Regions from separate parts of the Rattus norvegicus genome. Here region 1 is linked to region 2. Evidence: chromatin contacts called from public Hi-C data. All regions are on one chromosome and are shown on one strand. Each heading gives the region's core, a stretch centred on a gene start, on an enhancer-like site or on the middle of the called end of the contact. The rest is flanking DNA. Distances are from core to core; before and after follow the strand shown. Region 1 overlaps Txk (TXK tyrosine kinase). Region 2 holds the start of Tec (tec protein tyrosine kinase).

The links. A called contact is a pair of places that touch in the nucleus more often than the background predicts.
Region 1: a contact with region 2 is called in a Hi-C map of liver, with 2.4 times the contacts expected there. The contact joins the enhancer-like site here to the promoter of Tec in region 2. A contact is called at or near these places in 5 of 12 Hi-C or Micro-C datasets (the Rat2 cell line, kidney, liver and 1 more).

The regions. Positions count from the first base shown.
Region 1 is chr14:35,841,386-35,845,911 of GRCr8, reverse strand. Txk (TXK tyrosine kinase) reads right to left here. Exons shown (of 15, transcript NM_001024255.1): 6 at 2,596-2,650. Among named protein-coding and RNA genes, the nearest start is that of Txk, 26 kb to the right of the region's middle. Within about 2 kb of position 3,176, at least 2 of the 93 cell types and tissues checked have an H3K27ac peak or open chromatin away from gene starts, as enhancers often do. A contact at or near this core is called in liver, where this site is marked.
Region 2 is chr14:35,704,602-35,709,649 of GRCr8, reverse strand. Tec (tec protein tyrosine kinase) reads right to left here and starts at 2,780. Exons shown (of 19, transcript NM_053432.1): 1 at 2,727-2,780.

The DNA of each region.
Region 1 (4,526 bases), core at 1,927-4,426, 140 kb before region 2:
AGCAGCCTTCAGATGAAGATGTAGAACTCTCAGCTCCTCCTGCACCATGCCTGCCTGGACGCTGCCATGTTCCTGCCTTGATGATAATGGACTGAACTTCTGAACCTGTAAGCCAGCCCCAGTTAAATGTTATCATTTATAAGCGTTTCCTTAGTCATGGTGTTTCTTCACAGCAGTAAAACCCTAACATGTCATTTGGAAGAAATAAGTCCAGAGGGCTGGCATCTATGAACATTCTGGGGAGGGGTGGGGTCTCAGGGCAGCAGGCAGGCAAGCATGATGCTGGACCAATAGGCGAGAGCATAGGTCTCAACAAAGCAACAGAGAGGGAGAGGGAGAGAGGGAGAGAGGGAGAGAGGAGGAGGAGGAGGAGGAGAGAGAGAAAGAGAGAGAGAGAGAGAGAGAGAGAGAGAGAGAATGCTAACTGGGAACACAGAATAGTGTGGGTTTTGGAAGCTTCAGCACACACATACACACACACACACACACACACACACACACACACACACACACACACAGTAACATACTTCCTCCAACCAGGCCACACCTCTTGATCCTTTCTGAACAATTCCACCAACTTCAGACCAAGCATTCAAATATATGAACCTATGAGAACCACTGGAACTCGAACAACCGCAGCCAGTCGAAGTGGTTGCCAGCCTATTCTGAATCAAGGCTTAAAAATGCCTGGTAATACTAAATCTGAACATCCAGTGTGTGCCTGTGTATGCAAGATGATTTTTACGAGGAAGAATATTCCCTCAGTGTCCCTAAAGGTAAAAAGTTATAAACAAGTTGAATGGTTATGAACATTGGATAACTTTTTCATATGCATACAGTGAAATATTACACAGTATGTTGGTTCTCCATGTACACGAGTGAATGAGCATAATATTTTCACAAAAATCCAACAATCTGAGATAATAGCTCATACCTATTACCCTAGCAACTAAAAGGGCTGCCTCAAGTTTGAGTCCACCCTGGGCTACACAGTGAGACTGTTTCTCAAAACTAAGTAAATATCAATGTATACGAGCTTCTTCATTCGAGTGGTAAAATCATCCACATAGACATGTGGATAGTATTTATAGTTATAAACAACGGACAAATCAGAACGCAGGTTTCTTTAACTGCCTCTAGTGAGTGTGGAGGGAGCAATGATGGTGTGGGCTGCAACTGTGTGTGGAATTTTAGACCCTTCAGAAATGTCAGGTCAGCTGAACATAGGGCCCATGCTTGTGATCATGACTTGAAGGTTGGAGGCAGGTCATAAACTAAAGATTATTCTCAGCCATGTAGTGAGTCTGAGGCCAGCCTGGGCCATAGGAGGTTCTATCTCAACAAGGGAAAACAAACAACAATAACAAAATCTTTGGAAAAACTCAGGGCCAACTGTTTTAATATTGCTTCAGTGTGGCGGGCATGTGGGCTGTGCTACGCCACCTTGCTCTGGTGTCTTCAGCAAGACGAGAACTTCCAGTTACAGAAGCTCTTGCGCTGGACATCCACGGTCCTGGGATCATGTGACCTATGTCCTCTTGCTCACTGGGAAGCTGCTCCGGCTTTCCTTCCCTTAACCTTCCAGAACGGAAGCTGAGGAGTTCACAAGTTCTCACAAGCATGCAGGGCTAGGCCTGACTTTCGTCCCCTCCTCCATTCGTTCCTCTATTTTAGAGTTGGTCTTCTCAGCATCCTGGGCCATTACTGGCATGGATGCTTTTATATATAGATACAGAGGTGATTCTCATTTGTAGTTCTAGAATCCCCAAACACCTGAGGCCACCAGAGAGTGACATGTGACACAACACTTCCTCTCCAGGGTCTGGGTTTGACTCTTCCTTTCCCCACAGTGACCACACACTGACAATTGGAAACTCAAACTCTCTGCTGTTTTGTCTTGCTTTGACCAAAATGAGTAGTTTTGATATGAATTTAATATTTTAACAACCAACTCTCCTTCCCTTTGTTTCTAAAGACTAAAGAAATGAACACAGCACATTTTTCTGTATTTGTGCTTTTCGTGAGTGTAAGCAGAGGTCACCAGGTTGAGTCTCTGTCGCAGCAAAGTGCTTATAGCAGTGGTTCTTAACTTCTGGGTCATGACCCCTTTGTGGTTTAACAACCCTTTCACGGGGTCACCTAAGACTATCAGAAAACACAGATATTTGCATTATAATTCATAACAGTAGCAAAATTACAGTTATGAAGTAGCAGTGAAAATAATTTTATAGTCGGAGGTGGGTCACCTCGTGAGGAACTGTGTTAAAGGGTGGCAGCCTTAGGGAGGCTTAGAACCACTGTCATGGGTGACTCAGACACAGGCTCCACTGAGAGAGTACATTTCAGAGTTGAAATCACTTCAAGGGCAACCTGTTTCTGAAACGATGATGGTAGTCAATGAAAAGGTGATCTTTATGCAAATAAATATGTCTACGTTCTGACTTAGAAAAATGTGCAGTGGGAGTGGGGTTGTGAGGGCTTTTCCAGATTAGAAAGAGTACCAGCACTCCTCTTTTGAATGGCGACAGCCTTTCTAATAAACTTCTCAGGATTACTAGAAATGGCCGCAGGCTTGCTCTGGACACACAGGCTTACCTCCTGCCTCAACAGGCGTTCCGTCTGGTCTCTAGTGATGTTCTTATGATACCATCTGCAAAAGTAGCAAGGAACACATTTTTAACTTTATATTATTTATTTCAGCCTCTCCTTGCCTCCCCCCAAACTACTCGAATTCCTTCATTTTTAAGTCTTTATTTTGGAATTCAGTTTCGAAATCCAGATAAATAACAATGTTCTGTTATATTGCCAATTTATCAAGCTGAATAAATTTTTCTTCTTATTTGAGGCAAAAAAAAAATGTAGTTTGTTCTACTATAGCTCATATCCCTCTTGTGGCCCATACAGTGCTTATATACAATTTTGTATGATTTAACTAACACCTTGTAAAAGTCCATGAAAGAGACAAAGTTAAGGAGTTATCATCTTCAACAAATGCTTAGTTCTGCAAATAAACTAAAATATAACCATGTCCAATTCTTTCTTCCCCCTCAAGAAGTTCCTGTTTGCGTATTTTTAGAAGTGTTACGTCTCTTTCAAAGTGAAATTCATCCTGACTTATCTAATTTTCCTAAGTCACCCCCGTTGCCCAATATGGTTAGTAATTAACAGAGTCTACAACCAACCAGCCAATGTTCCTGACCCAAATTCTCTTGCCTTCTCTCTTACCACCGTCTGCCCTTACTCACTAAGCCACACCGGGGTTCTCTCCTTCCTTAAATCAGCACGTTTTTTTCTCCTTTCAATCCCTTTGTTTTCTCTGCATTCGATGTGTTATTAGGTGACTAACTTTCAGAATCTCACACAGTAGGCATAATTAAATTGTATTATAAGGTAACATGTAGTTTGATATGACCAACCTTAATCAGGAAACATATAGTGTACAGTAAACAGAGGATGGTCAAACGAAGACAGAAAAGTTGAGAAATTTTCAACTTCACAGTAAAAATATTTACAAAGAACTTTAAATGTAATGGACTATTACCAGAAATACTGCTTTGTGGAGTGTAGAGGGAGAAGACAACGTTGAGCAGGGACTGAGTCACCATGGACCAGCCAGAGGTGGCTCACTGAAAGCCCTATGAGTCATAGGATGGAGACCTTTGGTGTGTGCACTTCCCCTAACACCTGGTGGTGAGAAACTGACTCAACTCAACGTAGGGATGGCCAGCTATCTAAGCCACTAGTGGCTTCAAACTGAAAAGTAGACAGTAGAAAAGATGAACCATAGGAAACAAGATGGTGACAATGGATTTTAGACAAAGTCATTGGCCACTCAAGATGGGAGCTTGAGGAGAATAAGAGTGAACATCCGTTGGACTTTTAAATGAATGTTACAGTATTGGAGGGATTTCAAGATGGGTCTAAAATCTCTTACAGAAAGACAAAAGTCCTTTTGGTGAAATGAGGCAGTATTAAAGGCGAGGGACACTAACGTGGAGAGGTCACTATTGGTTGGGTTGTAAAATTTGAAAAGCTGAATCTGTAAAGGTCAAAGCTGAGGTCGTTGTGTGGATGGAAGAAACAACAACCACTGTGACCGCCTGAGTCGTGGATTCACAGGGACACACTGTGAGACCCTGATGCCTCTTTGCTGGTCAAAGTCCTGTCACAATGAACAACATGTGAAGCTATATTTGTCACCGCTGTCCTGGATTCACAGGTGCCCTGTGTGAGATGGACATAAACGAATGCACAGCAACCCCTGCCAGTTGGGGGAGAATGTGCAGAGCTGTCCTCCGAAGATCTATACGCGCACATTGCAGGTCTGCCTTCCTCCTTCAACTACCTTGGCGCCTCAGGCCACCTGTGTCTCTGTCAGCCTGGATTCACAGACAGGAACCCAACATAACTGTCCTTTGAGAGCCTCTACCCAGAAGCTGACCAGAACAGATGCAGAGGCCCACAGCCAAATATTAGACAGAGCTCAGGAAGTCTTGTGGAAGAATTGGGGGAAGAATTGAGGAACC
Region 2 (5,048 bases), core at 1,531-4,030:
ATCTTGATCTAGCCATTTCTGAGCTCAAAATTCTGTGCCTGCATATGTTTACAATTGTTTGCTCCTTCTGTTTCCCCAGTAGCACCCTGTTTGTGGGGTTTTGGTTGCTGCTGCTGTTGTTGCTGTTTTAATTCCTTCCTTCCTTTTTTTTTTTCCCCCTTTAAACTGGAAATGTAATTTTCAACCTCTGTTTCATGGTAGCTTGGGTCACCTGAGCTCCGAGCGGTCTAATGTGCAGAAGAAATTAATAGTTATAATCCGACCCAAGGAAGGACTGGCTGACCCAGGCATGGATTAAAAGGCAGGCCTAGGAGGAGACTGGTGTGGAGGTACAGAAAACTTCTACACCCTCTTCTCTAGGTGTCTGTTTTTTACCAACAAATCTCTTCTAGTAGCATAATTACACGGAGTAAGATCATTTTCCCGCTGCCCGTGATCGGAAGTTAACTTCATTCCCTTCTTACGGACTTGGACGCCCCACTTAGGACCTTAATCCGAACAAAATGGCTGCCTCCCAAAACTCTCGCTATGAATTCAACTTCAAAGACTCTGCATCACCCGCTGTTCACTGGACAAGGTGAGAGCTTCGTAAGGGCTCTGAGCAGGGACAATGTCCACAGACACTGGGAATCGGCAGAGGAGCCATGAGCAAGCGGAGTTATCAATGCCCTTAATGATCTGTAGACAACAAGTCATCTTCCTCAGATGGGAGTGGAGACCCGGGGAGGGGTGAAGCAAATGCCAAAATCTAGTAGAACGGGTGCAGGGCTAGGAAGAGAGGCACCAACCAGGCCAGCCTGGAGAACCTGTAGGCAGAGGTGTGGTTAGAGGCCCTGGGTGCCTGGGGGAAGGCAAGGAGGCCAGGCATTCTTCAAGAATACAAATGGGCCAGTAATTATCCAGTCTCTCCATCCTCCTTTCCGGATCAGCTGTTGGGAGGGACGTTACCATCCACTGAGCGTCACAGGTTTGATAAAATGTAGCCTCTGCCCTGCTTTGTAAACAAGACCACCTTGATGTAAGGAAAGCAAGGAAACCCTGGCAATGCTAAACCATGCATTCATACCCTAGATGCTTTACTGTTTAGGAAGAGAGGAAAGGGAATGGAGAAACGGCTCTTCCAGAGGTCCTGAGTTCAATTCCCAGCAACCACATGGTGGCTCACAACCCTCTGTAATGGGATCTGATGCTCTCTTCTGGTGTGTCTGAACGCAGCTACAGTGTACTCATACATAAAGTATAATAAACAATCCTTTAAAAAAAAAAAAGAGGGCTGGAGAGATGGCTCAGTGGTTAAGTTCACTGACTGCTCTTCCAGAGGTCCTGAGTTCAAATCCCAGCAACCACATGGTGGTTCACAACCATCTATAATGAGATCTGATGCCCTCTTCTGGTGTGTCTGAGGACAGCTACAGTGTACTCAAATACAAAATAAATAAATAAATCTTTAAAAGCTCTTCTTTAAAAAAAAAGAAAGAAAGAAAGAAAAAGAGAAAAATTCTAGGCCACAGATCCATGTAGGGCAAAGGTATTGCCAGCTAGAGCTCAGCATTGATTTGTGTGTGTTTACAATAATTGTCCCACACAGTTCCACAAAGCCAAAGGCACACACCCTTGTGGGAAGAATGAGGGTGATTAACATAGGCACTCTACAGAAAGCACCCAGCGATGACAAGGATAGGAATAGTGACCAGATTAATAAGTGTACGGCGAAAAGATAAGCCTTTCTTAAACAATGAAAATATAACTGAACAAACGTGTAAGCCACAGCTCCCCAACCCCCAACCCCCCCACCCCCCAGTAAATATCAAGCAGTTCCTTATTTTGAGTCTTGCAGACCACAGAGCTACCAGTGTTGTTCACTCAACTATTAAACCCCGGGTCTTACTTAGGAGACTTGCTGATAAGTTGATGCTTCCTCCTAACACTCCCCGACTCTGTAAAAGAGAATAATCTAGACGGGAATAGGTTGTCAGAGTTTCCTAAGAGGAAAATGGCCACTCACTGGAAAAATGTAAGGCATCTGCTTAAAGCATACTATTCTGGACAGGCTTCAAACCCACTTAACTAAGCCAGCCACCCTGTCGTCCCAATCTAACACTGAGATCAACTCTTCTAAATCAAATAGTCCAGTTTCCAAAGATCAACCCGAGGTGGGACCTGGTACACAGAAACATATCAGTCATTCGCCAACGACAGGAAAAAAGTTAAGAAATGTATAATCCAGGGAAAATTGCACCTTCTTGGGACAAGGTCCACTTAGTTTTTCCCACATTGATTCTTCAAACCCCTGTTTATCAAGATCCAGATACCACTTTCCAGAAGGGAAAAATAACTAAAGAAATAAGTGCACCTGCTCGGCGCACAAGCAACTGTGGACCATCTTCCTGGATTCTAATTTTACCGCGGCACAGGCAGAGAGGAGAAAGGCCTCCCTGCCGCTCGACTGGGAAGGGAACTCAGGCGAAAGTGCTCTCGGCTTAGATCCCAAGTCCAAAAGGGCTCAGATCTGCAGCCACCAGGGAAGGCGCGGCCATCAGGGGAGCGCACCTGTCCCCTCTTCCTGGCCCAAGGGGGACGGGCCTCTGACCTGACGCTCCCACCTCCATGTGAAGGGTAGAAAAATCCTGCCTAATCCCACTAAGATCAATCTCCGGCAGGTGGAGGCCACCTCCGTGAGCGCGCACCCCTCTGATCCTCCTGGCCGAGAGTCCCTGGGTTCTTACCTTGACCGAGCGCGTGCTGACACAGGACAGGAGACAGCGCGGGCCAAACTGCGGAGCCTGGAGTTTGGCAAGCGCTGACCAAGCCCATCGTCACGCCCACTGCCTAGCTCCTCCCTGGCCCCGCCCCCTCACCGCACCGCCCCTGCCCTCCGCTGCCCACAGCCGCCAGTTCCCACCTTCCTTCCGCGATTTCAAAGTCAAAGACTGGTGCCCGAGCTCGCCGTCCTGCCGCCGAAGTTCCAGAGAGCGCCTGTTATCCACACAGACGCGGCGTGGGGTCTCTCTAAGTCCGGACTTCCCATCCTAAGAGAACCGTCCAGAGAAATGCTCTTTCGTCTCCGGCTCGGAGAGCCGGTAGCAGTGACACCTGTGGGTGGCTGAGAGCCCTGTGGGAACAGGGAACCGACCTCCACTTCCGCTTGGCCCCCACCCCCGCCCCCCGCGGGCAAACCGGATGATGATGTGCCTTGCGGTGATAAAAGAACGGGTCATTTGACTGACAGGCCTGAAGCATCAGAGCCTAGCGTAGGGTCACTTATATTATTAGTGTTGATACACTAGTAATGAAAACAATCTTGAAGTTACTGACTTTAAATCCCGTGAAGTTCTTAGACACAGGGAAAGAACGCACCTATTGTCATCTAGCTAGCTAGCTACCTGAGAAGCTGGCCTTGAAAGACTGGGGCTGTAGTGATACGATATTTGCTTAACATGCACAAGGCCCTGGTTTGATCCCTACCTTCAAGTCTAAGTTGTCTTTGATGGTAGTTGTGACTTTTAGTCACTATTACCCATCCTGTACTCTCAGACAAGCATGGCGACCCACATATTTAATTCCAACAGTTGAGAGTCAAAGTCAAGCCCATTCCTATGCACTTTTTAAAAGATCTATTTATTTTATGTATGAGTACACTGTCACTGTCTTCAGTTACACCAGAAGAGGGCATCAGATCTCATTTACAGATGGTTGTGAGCCACCATGTGGTTGCTGGAAATTGAACTCAGGACCTCTGGAAGAGCAGTCAGTGCTCTTAACCACTGAGGCATCTCTCCATTTATGGTCAGCCTGGTCTACATAAGTGGTTCTAGGCCAGCCACGGCAGGGATATGAGGACCTCTCAGAGGAAGAGAGACACAGGATGGGACTGTATTGTTCATGTATAGTCCCTGGAAATAAAAGACTGAGCTCTGTCCCCCAAAAGCCTTTGGGATGGAGAAATTAATTTGTAAAATGTTCACTACGAAAGTGCAGATTGATTAGGTGGAACCCATATTTTTAAAAAAATGGAAGAAAGAAAGAAAGAAAGAAAGAAAGAAAGAAAGAAAGAAAGGAAGGAAGAAAGAAAGAAAGGAAGACAGACAGATAGAAAGTTGTTTCCTACCTGGACTCCAGAGCTGGAGGCAGAAACAAAAACATAGCTGGACATTTGCTGGCCAGCCAGTGTACCCCAACAGGCCAGCTCCAGGTTCTAGGAGAGACTATCTCAAATACTATGGTAGGGAGCAATTGAGAAAGACACTTAACCTCTGACCTCTACAATGGAGCCTTTACATAGGGAGAACAACGATATACCAGTACGCAAAGAAACCATTTCACAGGTGAGAAACGTCTTGACTGAAACAAATAGCTTTAATGAGAGAGAGAGAGCGATGAGGAAAGAGGACTTCTCAAAAGAAGAATGTGTGGAGCTGAGTCCTGAACAGCGAATCAGACAGCCAACCTGAAGATGAAACTCAGAATCGCGTGTGCAGTAAGACTCCTACCTAACTCCCGATTAGGACTTAAAAGCACTGCCTCCCTGTGCCATTTCTCCTGGGATCATCCTAATGACTGGAGAAGTCATCTGACAAGATTCCATTTGGCAGGGAAAGAACAAAGGGCAGTTTAAAGGACTTGCCTAAAGTCATATAATTAGGAAGGGGCAGGGAATGGGAGGAGGACACAGAACTGAACCAATGATCTGTGACTCTAATTCCTCTCCTCCAGAGAAGGCCTTCAGGGTAATGAGCCAAGCTCCGAGGGAACCTTCCCTTTCCTCTCTTGCCTCTCATTCCCTTCAAGGGCTATTTTTTCCTGCCATGCAGAGTGATGTCCTTGGAGATCGGAGACTTGGATCTGTGAAACTGTATATGAAAGAGTAGAAGCGCATGTGTGTGTGCAGAGAGCAAGTTATGGCTACGGTACTGCAGTGATTGTGTGTGTGTGTGTGTGTGTGTGTGTGTGTGTGTGTGTGTACTCAGAAGCTTATCATATTGACACCACTCTAGAGGACCCGATACTGTGATGCTTACAACTGCTTTCCTGCCACATGGGCTGCTGCC